Regions from separate parts of the Gossypium hirsutum genome. Here region 2 is linked to region 1. The links are chromatin contacts, called in public Hi-C maps. All regions are on one chromosome and are shown on one strand. The core of a region is the stretch at or near the end of the contact, and the rest is flanking DNA. Distances in the headings are between cores, read along the strand shown. Region 1 holds the start of LOC107949562 (probable histone H2A variant 3). Region 2 holds the start of LOC107949563 (caffeoylshikimate esterase).

Region 1 (5,427 bases), core at 733-3,232:
GTTTTGGATATGCGAAGACAAGTACAAAAGACTTGCTATTGATACTTGGTCATCCAAACTATTTCTGAATAATACAACCAATTCAATTAACATAACTACACGTAACTACCAAATGGCACAAGTTCAGGGTAGTAGGTGAAGACATGGTGATCAAGAATCAAGGCAAGGAGTCCAAAGAGATAGAAAAACTAATACATAAGGTTAGGGAGGTGGAGCAAGTTGACAGCTTTCAAACATTAAACAAATAAGATTAATCGTACAAACTCTTTGCTTTTCATAAGTCAATGAAGGCTCCACAGGATGCATTAGAGAGCCAAGTATAACAAAAGAATTAAACGCCACAGAAATAGCAATTTCACAATGAAACTCCTTATATGAAGTCTCCTACTTGACTAGAGTATATCCAACTCAAATGCCAGTGGAATATATAAAAGAAACATACATAGCAGTATCATAATTGACAAGTCCTTAACAGACATCCATGTAATGTTCTTCGACAACTACATCTTCTATATTTTTCATAAGGCTTTTATAATTTGTATATGCACAGAATGACTTTTAATGTAGCTTTAACAGGAAATGTGCAAGCAGGTTATGAGATGTTAACAAATACAGTTAATAGTTAAAACATCAAAAGAGATTAATACTGCTAGTTATCAAATGCCAAACTTAGTCCATCATCATTGCTTAGTTCTTTTAATGTCACACCTAACAATTCCATAGTAGAAGTTATATTTGTAGTTGAATAACCCTTGGAAGAAATCAGAAAATTTAGTAAGGGTCAAGAAAGCTCTCAACATACAGTCCAGAGTAATGAAATGTTGTTTGATTTTACTAATATGCATATGTTTGAATTAATAGTCAATCCGCAAATTCCATCCTATTATTAATTACATTTTGGTATAAAATAGTCACTGCAGACTAGAAAGTGAGGAACAGACCATATAATAGTCAATCCATAAATTCCATCCCATTCCTAATTACATTTTGGCATAAAATAGTCAATGGGAGTTGAAAGAAAGGAACAGTAGACTAGAAAGAAATGAGTGCTATCTTTCCCAGTGAAAATAGTTCTTTGACCTACAGATTCGCACTCACACATACTTTAACTAATGTAACGAGATTTATCAGCGCAGACAAATAAGTCCACTTTTTTTTTTTTGGTACAAATAAGATACCTCAAAACAGTGCAAGAATGAAAGCATGTCATACAAATTGCATGAACAACAAGTAAACCCTTCATAATTGGGAATCATTTCATGGCCGTTTTTTTTATGCAGATAAGATACCTCAAGCTCATTCAGTTAACATTTGAACATAAAACAAGTCAAATGAACTGAAACAAGTTAAGACATTGGATTCGCATTAAAACCAAATCTTCAAATGCCATTATTAGGCCAAGTTATTAAAACACACCCCTACCGAAACTTTGGTTACTTTGATTTGATGCAATAACTCAAGCTGATTTCTAGAAGAAATAGATCAACACTAATGCAACTTCCAAATTACTAAAAAAAAAGAGGATAAGAACAAATTTGACAAAAAGAAATATCCCGTTCTTGATATGAAACTCTACTTTTTTTCCCCTACAACTAAAGAATGCTTCATGAATACAAAATGCAAAAAAAAAAGAGAAGAAGCTAATTCAAGCCGTAATTACGGGCAAAGGAAAGAGATGAACCTGGAGGCCAGCACGAGAAGAGCGAGAGACGGGTTTCTTCTTGTCCTTATCTTTGTCCTTGGTGGATTTTCCAGCCGTAATCAATCCTTTTGCTCCTTTCCCCGACATTTTCCCGGAAAATTACTAAGAGGGTGTTTTTGTTTTTCAGCAGAAAATCTGGGATTGGTTTAGGATTGAAAAAAATGGCGAAGAACAGAGAAAAAAGAGGCTTTTAATTTTTATGAACGAACAAGGTTTTGGTTTTCGGGCTGAGTTCGACATCTTCGATCTTTTTTAGTATCCACTTCCGCAGTCTCTTTCTTTTACGATATTACCCTCCTTATCTCTTTTAAATTACTTTGAAATTTTTAAATGGCATAATTGCAAAAAATACCCTCACAGTGTATTTGGTTCAGTGTAATAGGTAATCCATTACGCCCCGATTACGCGCCTATTACATTACCGACCTATTCCGGTGTTTGGTTCGGTGTAATAGGTATTACGCGCGTATTACAATACCGACCTAATCCTCAAATTCTCTGATTTTCTATTCCCTTCCCAAATCGAGGATTACCCTATTACGTCCGGCTTCCCTTCCCAAGTCTCTGTTTTACCCTCCCTCCCTACCCGACCCTCTCTTTTTTCTGTCCTCATCATTTCTCCTCGTCTGCCTTTAACGATTCTCTCTCTCGGTCATTTTTTCCCTTTCATTTGTTGCAGCAAGTTTGAAATCCACTGCTTCATTTTTTCTCTCGGTCTCGGCGTCAGGTATGAATCTTGAACTTTTCATTTTAGTTTTCTGTCTTTGACTTGGATTGTGGCTGCTTTGCATGCTGATTTGTCTGTCTTTTCATTTCTTCATTTTTTCTCTCGGTCTCTGTTTTGCATGCTGATTTATGTTTCATGTCATGTTGGTATTTCTGAAGCATGATTAGAGAGGGTTATAAATCATCATTTTCATTGCATGGGAAGCATCAGTGTGCCCTTTACTTTTGATCTTGAAATATGAGAAAAGGATTATATGAGATGGGCTAACACAGAAGTAAAGAGAGATTACATGGAAATAAAACAGTAGGAACTTAAGGAGCAGTCCCTGTTCATGCATTTTATGTCAAAAAGTGTGCTTTTCAACATCACGACATAGTTTTAGGATTTATATTTGGTGTACTGACAGTCGAAAACTCCTTGACATATTGCAAAACAGCAGAGGCCATTGTCTGTATTCTTCAACCGGATTCACCAACTGTATTATGTTTGATATGTGGTTTGAAACACTGAAAAAGATAATAGAACCAAGCATAGGCTTAAACCATAAACAAATTATAGTTAAATGTTTGAACTTTCACCTTTTTTCACTCTTTTCATGGACTCGATTTTAAGAGGTGACATCTAATTTCGATTTTGAATTTCAATACACACAATCTCTTTTCTTATATTCCCATTACAACTTTATCAGTTTATTAGTTTCCTGCTTCTCCTTATTGGTTGAGCAATTGTTTCGTCCTGCATGAGATTCAATCTTTAATTCCAGTACTTGTTATATGCTGATTATAGCAGATACGATTCCCCTGTCCCGGAGTTAATTTGGTAATATATTTAAGGGATAATGGCATAAATGGTAGATGTATTTCAGCTGAATGTTTAATGTAGCACCTAAACTTTTAAAATGCTTATTTTGGTACTTAAAAGTATCAGTGCGTGTATTGTTATGGTTTGACTTTAACACCGTTAACATGTGGCAAGCCGACCTGTAATATCTGAATTGAAGTAGGCAAGCACAGTTAGTTTGGGTGAATCCCATAAGAGTAGTTTGGTTGAGCAACTATGATTTTGCAAATAGGATGCATTGAAGATTGTGTGGTGTGATGAAGTGATGACCCCCCAATTCTGGTTTTGGAGCAATAAGACATGTATTTTTTGTAGGACCAAAATTTTAAGACATGTTAAATTAATAGATAAAAAGAATGTTGTTTATAGTAGTGAATTTGGTTGTGGATGTGAAGTACCATAAACCAATCTGCCTGTTTTGATTGGAGTTGACGAATGCTCTCCTCTCTTTTTCTTTCGTGTGGGTGTCTCACTGATGCCTCATACTTGTAAAACAAAACAGTAAAAAAAAAACATTTGTTTTTGGTCGATGCATCTTTCGGGAGCAATGTTTTCTCTCGAGCAAGCTGAGCAAAAAGACCGAAAGCCAAATCGACACGGCTTCCATATGGTTTTATTAAATTGATTCGTTATTTTTCAGGTTTCAGGATAAATCACTATAATACAGACTGAGTCAATTTAATTTTTATTTAATATAAACTAGTAAAAATATTTGCTTGCATGCTGATATAATTTCAGTTGAAGACAATAAATTTGACTTAATCGATTTCCCTTATCTCATTACAGGTTCTTTGTTCCAACACTTCTTCATCGCAGTCGTCCCCGATTTGCTCATTACAGGTTAGTTTTCCATTGGTATTCATGGTTTTGTTTGTATGTTTTCCCCGATTGCATGTTTGTATTGCTGTATCAGCTTTTGTTGTTTCCTTTGTATGGTTTTGTTTGTATGTTTGTATTGCTCATTACAGCTTTTGTTTGTATGGTTATGGTTATTGCATGTTTGTATGGTTTTGTTGGTAAATAAAAAAAACAACGTTTATCCGAAAAAAATCAAGTTCAGCTTTTGTTGCTCATTTGATACTAATATATAATTATGTTCAACCTTTAATTGATATTATTCAAATAATAATAAAATGAGTTTGAAAATGAAATTTGATACAAAAGAAAAATGGCAACAGATGATAGATGAATTGATGAAACGCAGGCAAGGCTGTGTAAAACAACAAAATGAATACCAAAAACAACAAAATGCATTACTGTACGAAGCAAAATGAAAGAAGTGAAATAATAATAAAAGAAAAGAAAAAAGAAAAAGAGCGATTTTGATAGACACCAATCGATCATTTTTTGATTTAATAAGTCCAACTGGCTAATTCCAACAAATATAATAATAAGAAATTTGATATATTTAAGTAATATTTTGGATTTTGATTTAATATTACAAAAGCTTTATCAAGTAATAAAAGAATTAATTTTCTTTAAATAAGATTTTAAATTCTAATTAGTAGTTATATAGCATGGTATGTGTGTGAAAAATGGCACATTTAGAAGATATGTATGTTTTTTTTTTAAATAATGGGCTTAAATCACCATTATTTGTACATGTAAATACAATACTACATTTCAATGTTTTCCAATCATAATTGCAAATACAATACTACTTTTTAATAATTATTTGTACATGTAAATGAGATAAAAGTTATATATATTTTTACAAAATGAAATTTAAATTTAAAATGTTATAAAAGTTTTAAAACTTCAATTTCATTCTTTAGCAAACCAAATCCTCATTCTTTATTTTATTTGTTTTAAAATTAGGTCACCTTAATTAAACTAATCATCAATAAATATATTAATCAATGTTCAAACTTTGAACATGCTTTATAATTTTAAATTATAATGAGTTTAGTCATAATCTAACAAATACCAACAATTAATTTTATGCAAAACTACATATACCTTTAAATTTTAATATATTTAAAATGTATTTAAATATCATTTAATAGATACTTTTTTGGGTGATTGATAAAGCAATGAAATTAAAGTGTGTAATTGCAACTTCAATTCTTTGATAATGTGTCCTAATTTTAATATGTTGCAGTAATGGCTCATCTGCCTTTAATTGCACAAAGTGTGAGGCGTAAAAGAATTGGTATTGC
Region 2 (6,120 bases), core at 2,135-4,634, 370 kb before region 1:
CCATGCGAGCTTGAGGTTGTATTTCAATTTGTTTTAGATGTCACTAGTGTATAAATCTTGGGATGTACATAAAGACTTAAATTTGGAATTGTACTTGTAAGTGTTGATATGCTTTTAACACTAACAGGTTAGGTTTTTTGCTACTGAATTGATTTGATCATGTTCCCAAGATGTATTTATGCTCAAATTTGTGTTGATAAAGTTTTAAAATGAATTGGAACTTAGCGATATGATTTCTTGATATTTGGGATGATTTGAAGTGTTTTTGAACTTATTTTTTACTATAGGGATCTGAGGTATCAATACTTGGCTCAGGTTTTTTGGAGCAACTGAGTTAGAGAGCAAATAAGGGAATTCTGAGGCAGATGTATTAGTACATCTCCCAAAAGGTACTAATTCATCTAGGCCAAACTTGGTCCACAACACTTTATTAGTTTTTTTAGCCTTCGAGGGCTCATTTTAGGACTTGGACACTGTCAATCACTCCTGAACCTCTTTTAAATGATTGAAAAATACTTCTAAAGCCCTTAAATTATTTTAAACTTTATTATATGATTTTATAAAAATGTTTTAAGGTTTGAAATTTTAAAAATCTATAGAATTTTTATTTCGTATGTGCTCCAATAACATTTCTCATTCACACTGTACGATTGGATGGGTGATGAGTGTTACAACAAATCTATACAAAGTTCGCATATACTGAGACATAAATCAGAATAAATATAGATTGAGAATACACACATAATTTACACAAAATAGGACTTAAATATGGAATTTAAAAATTTTCAAAGACTTAACCTTTACCATTAAGTTAGGATTTCATTGACTCCAATAATATTTTTAAAATTTATTATGAATGGTAATTATATATATTTTTTATCTTTTATCTTTATGTTTTTTTTAATACATTTTTATAAAAATAAATGTTAAGTATTTTAATTTTAGTTTAATTGTAACATAATCCTAGAGATGATTTTTTTTCTTTATTTTTTATTGTAATCAATATATTTTTCATTAAAAACTTCTAAATAATGGTAACTAATTAATTAAATAAAAATAATTTAATAAATTCATTTTAATATTAATATACAATTGAATTAAATATAAATATAAATCAATTAATTTTAATTGAAGTTAAAATATGTTTTATTTTATGACTTTTTGTTGTATTCTTCGTGTCTATTTTACACTTCATGTTCGAGATTCATTATTTTTTTAATTGTATAATACTGTAAAATATGTAATTAAGCGTTCATTATTTTGGAATTAAAAATAAAATAATAAATTAAATAGAAAATACTTAAATAAGGCAGGTATCTTTAAACCAAATAATTACTACACCATATAACAAATTATACAATATCATGACAAACCACATAATAATTTCCATTTGTCGTCTTTATTACAAGAATCTTTTGAGGGGTTGTTGTTGTTTTGGGGGTCCTCAAATCTCAAATTAGTCCACCAAATGCCCAATTAATTATTAAGGACCTAATAAAAGCCGAATAGGTTTAACAAACACATTATTTAGACCCATACCTCTCAACCCTTTCATCAATCCACTCTCTCATATCCTTCAAAACAAGATCAGCATTCTCATCAGGCTCCCCTTGAATCAAGGAATGATACATCCCATCATACAGTTTCAAGGTTTTGTCCACACTTGATGCCTTCTCATACAACAATTTAGATGATGTTGGGCATGTGACACCATCACTAGTCCCATGAACTGTCAAAAATGGTGCCCTTACCTTTGAGAAATTGTCTTGAATGTACTGACAAACCCTAGCCAGCTCCCTCATGGTTCCAACCCTTGGTGGTCCAGTGTATCTTCTTGGGTTTGATGCTATGATCTTAAGCTTTTCTGGGTCTTTGATTGCTTTTCCAACCATCTTGTTATCCGGCATAGTTGCCCATGTATCAGCTAATCCGAAGAGCAGACCATACATGAACAACCGCACCTTACTCGGCTTCATGTTCTCAGGCATCACAAAGAGCGGCGCCGAGAAAATTAGACCAGTCCAAGTTTCAGGGTCGGATTGAAAGTACATGAGCATTGTTGCTGCTCCTCCCATGGATTCACCAAACAGGAATGCAGGTAAGTCTTTGTATTCATCGCTGTTCCGGACGTGCTTGAAGAATGATAAGGATGTTGCAGCAACTTTCTCCATGTCACCTACATTCACGACCTCTGTTGATGAACTTCAATAGCCAAGTATTTAATCATTTTTCTTCAAATATCCCATATTTTAATATGATTATAAAAGTCTGATATTACAGTGATATAGCTTAAAATCCTAGTGGAAGGTGAACAATTGTTGAATCAAACGTTCATCAAAATAACATGCTACTTCAAGTTTATACTGCAGACTGGGAGGTTATGGATGGAAGCAGCCAGGCGACTAAAGATAAGTTTGGATGGGCGGTGCGTTTAGCTGCGGTTAGTGTAAAAACAGCTGTGGCTGTGAGATTGGATATTGTATCGCGAGACAAAAAAGTAAACTAAACGCACCGCACCATACCCTATCGCCCATCCAAACCCACCATAACTACGGAGCTTAACTGATTGGTATAATATCAACTTTGGTCCCTTTTAGCTATAAAATCTTAAATTTAAGCAAATCTTTTAACTTCGGCCTCCTAAACTTTTAAAACTTTATTTTGGCCCAGTAACAAATCCCTGGAGAAGAAGGGCGACATGCACTCCCTAATTTTAACTTATATTAGGTGTTTTTTTTTAATTCATTCATATTATATCTTTACTTAACCCACTGCTTATCTCAGGATTACTTCTCTTTCAATCCACAAACATAATATATATATACATATCTACTCCATAACTTTCTCAAAAGTTTATCTTGTAGTTATAAAGTTTTTTTATATTATTAAAATATAATCATCAGATATTCAGTTTATATATAACATTAAAAAAAAAAGAAAGAAAAGAAAACAGAGATAAAGTACCTAAGTAGCAGCGGAGACCCTCGGATCTGCCATGGCCGAGAAGATCAGCGGCGAAAACAGCGTAACCCCAATTGGAAAAGTTGATGCAGATCTTCTGGAAGAGCCAACCAGTGTCGGATCCATAGCCGTGGGTCATGTAGACGGAGGCCTTCACTTTTTTATCCAAGGGTAAGAAGCTCTGGGTGAAGAGCGTTCCGTTGGGAGTGTCGAAGTAAGACTTGGTGTTGCGTACACCCTGCGACCTGTAATAGTCTTCCTCCGGCGTATCACCCCAGAAATTCGCCGCCGCTGCTGCTTCGCCTGCCATTTTCGCTGAACTCTCTCAACGTAAATGCGCGTTTCTTTTTTGGTGCGGAAATGATGTTTTGGATTTTGTTGATTTGATTTTCTGGGCAAAGTGGGAAAATAAGTTTCCACCAACCGAGTTCTTTGGGAGTGGGTAAGAGTTGGTGGACTGACTTTTGGTGGGCTCCACTTCAGGGGTAGGTTTGGAGTTTCCTTTTATCATTTCACGATAATTGAGTGGAGTTCCATAGTAGGAAAGTGGATTTCTAATTATATTTTTATTTAATAAATAAATTCAATTTATTGTTTGAGTTAGGAATTTAAATTAAGAATTTTGATTTACTAATTTCTATATGAAAATGCAACACAATGGGTTTTTTTGAAGGAAACACAAGGCTGTAATAGTTAAAAGAATAACAAAAAAATATATATATAGTTTTTTATACAAGATTTAAACTTGTAGTAAACGGATGTTTGACAAAAACAAATTTATGTAACAGTTTTTTATATTTCGATTATAATACTAATTGGTAAAAACTACTATTGAAATTTAATTTTTTTGATAAACAAATTCAATCTAAATAACTTACAACTTTGAAACCAATGTATACATTTTTTTTAATTAAATCCATGTTTTAATTTGAGAGTACTTTTAATTACAATTTTAATAAATTAAACTGATAACTAAAATATATCCGAAAAATAACTCACATTTTTACTTAAATATTTCAAAATTTTCTAAAACCTCGTTAAATTGAAACTTCATTTGCAACCTTGAAGTCTTGATTGAGTAGAATACCGAAACAGACCTCAGCAATGTTTAATATTGAAAAGAGAAAAGGTATAGGGCCCCACCTACGTTGGTAGGTAGGGGGCCCCATTCTCACCAACCGCCAGCCGAAAGCCTTCTTTGTGAGCAGCCCAACAAGTCTAGTTACCGAAGGACTCAATGTATGAATTATGAAAGGCCTTAGCAATAAGGTCCAACGCCATTTCATGGGCCTACAATCTATTGCTTTCTCACTACTTGCTTCTTTTATATCCTTTCACTTTCTTTCTACGCTTTGATTTTTTCAAATTTTTATTTACAAGTGAAAAAGCACATTGCACATTACAATGAAAAAGAAGGAAAAGGTTTACAATTATAGGGATAGATTCCGAAACCTCATGCCAATTAATCAGTGACGTGATTCACAATTTTACCTTCTTTATATATATATTAGAAATTCTAACCTGAAATAAAATAAAATATTAAAAGTATTTAATAAATAAATAATATTAGAGATAAAAATCTATTCGATGAGGCCTATTCACTAAGAATATTCACGTCATATTCATGTTGTAGGGGGTTGAATCATAGGAATTCCCTATTAATAATGTGTGAGGGGAAAAGCTAGAACAATTTTTTAGGGGGTCGGATAAATTTTAAATTTTTTATATTCTATATCTTTATAATTTGTAAATAATTAAATTGAATTTTTATAATTTTACGAGGGCCAAAGTGTAACTAGAGGTGCTCATGGGAGGGTTTGGGTAAAAATATAGGCCCGAAATATTGGCTTGGGCAAAAAAACGAGGCCCGATTAAAAAACGGGCCAGGCCCGGCCCGGCCCGAATATAATAAATATTTTTATTTTTAATTTTTTTAATTTTAAAATACTTTTAAAATACTTTTTTTAATTTTTTTTAATTTTAAAATACTTTTTTTTAATTTTTTTAATTTTAAAATATTTTAAAAATACTTTTAAATTTTTTTAATTTTAAAATATTTTTAAAATATATTTTTAAAATTTTTGTTTTAATTTTTAAAATAAATTTTTGGTATTTATTTAAAAAACGGGCCGGGCCAGGCCGGGCTTATGAATTTTTTCCCAGGCCGGGCCTGGGCAAAATTCTAGGCCCATATTTCGGGCCGGGCCGCAAAATTTTTTTTGGGCCCGGCCCGGCCCATGAGCACCTCTAAGTGTAACTTTACCTTTACTATTAAAAATTTTTTTAAAAAAATTAAGAGTCTAAATAAAAATTTTATATTGGGGGGCCAAGCCCCTGCTAGCCCTCCTAACTTCGCCTCTAGTGTGGATAATACGTATGGTAAAACGAATTATTTTAATAATTAAAAAATTAATTTCAAGCAAGTTGCCAAAGATGATAAATTTTGATTGGCCAAGAGTTTTGAGTGATTAATTGCAAATAGTAATTGTTGAAGAGTGGATTGGTGGATAAAAATGAAGATGAGTGGCGGATTGGAGTTTTAAAATTTACTATAACGATTAATGTTAGTATAAATGCTATATTTGTTTTCGATTGAGTTTTAATTTAGTTGACATTTTTATTATTTTAATAATTATTAGAATTATGAGTTTAAATGCGCTTAAATATATGTTTTTTTTAATTTAAAGGTGAAAAGATATTATTAAAACTAGTGTTTGATTAACGCATGACACTAAATTTAATCCAAAAAAATTCATATATTAATATAGATGAACTCTAAATGTTACTTTAGTTTTATTATTTTTAAAGGTGTTTTGGTAATTTAATTCAACGAGATGATATCACTTGAAAATACTAAATTCAAAAAAAAATTATTATAACTAGAAATATATTTATATTAAAAATAGTTGGGATGTGATGAGATTGGATAAGATTGTTAGGGCCATAAAGAATGGGTTTTGGTTTGAGAAAGGAAAGTATGAGAAAAGCAGTTCGGCAGCTTTGTGCCAAAATTCTCATCATATTAGACTAATCCTTCAGTTCGGCAAGACGGCTTTGGATGGCAACACCAAAATCTTCTTTCATACATATGCTTTTATTATTATTATTATTATTATTATTATTATTATTATTATTATTATTTTGGCTGGAGATGGAATA

Evidence for each region. A called contact is a pair of places that touch in the nucleus more often than the background predicts.
Region 2: a contact with region 1 is called in a Hi-C map of hypocotyl, with 4 times the contacts expected there. The contact joins the promoter of LOC107949563 here to the promoter of LOC107949562 in region 1. A contact is called at or near these places in 2 of 34 Hi-C or Micro-C datasets (hypocotyl and leaf).

The regions. Positions count from the first base shown.
Region 1 is chrD03:13,485,670-13,491,096 of Gossypium_hirsutum_v2.1, reverse strand. It overlaps LOC107949562 (probable histone H2A variant 3), which reads right to left and starts at 1,982. Exons shown (of 2, transcript XM_016884257.2): 1 at 1,682-1,982. The coding sequence starts at 1,789.
Region 2 is chrD03:13,856,181-13,862,300 of Gossypium_hirsutum_v2.1, reverse strand. LOC107949563 (caffeoylshikimate esterase) reads right to left here and starts at 3,384. Exons shown (of 2, transcript XM_016884260.2): 1 at 2,965-3,384; 2 at 1,319-2,176. The coding sequence starts at 3,271. The coding sequence ends at 1,524.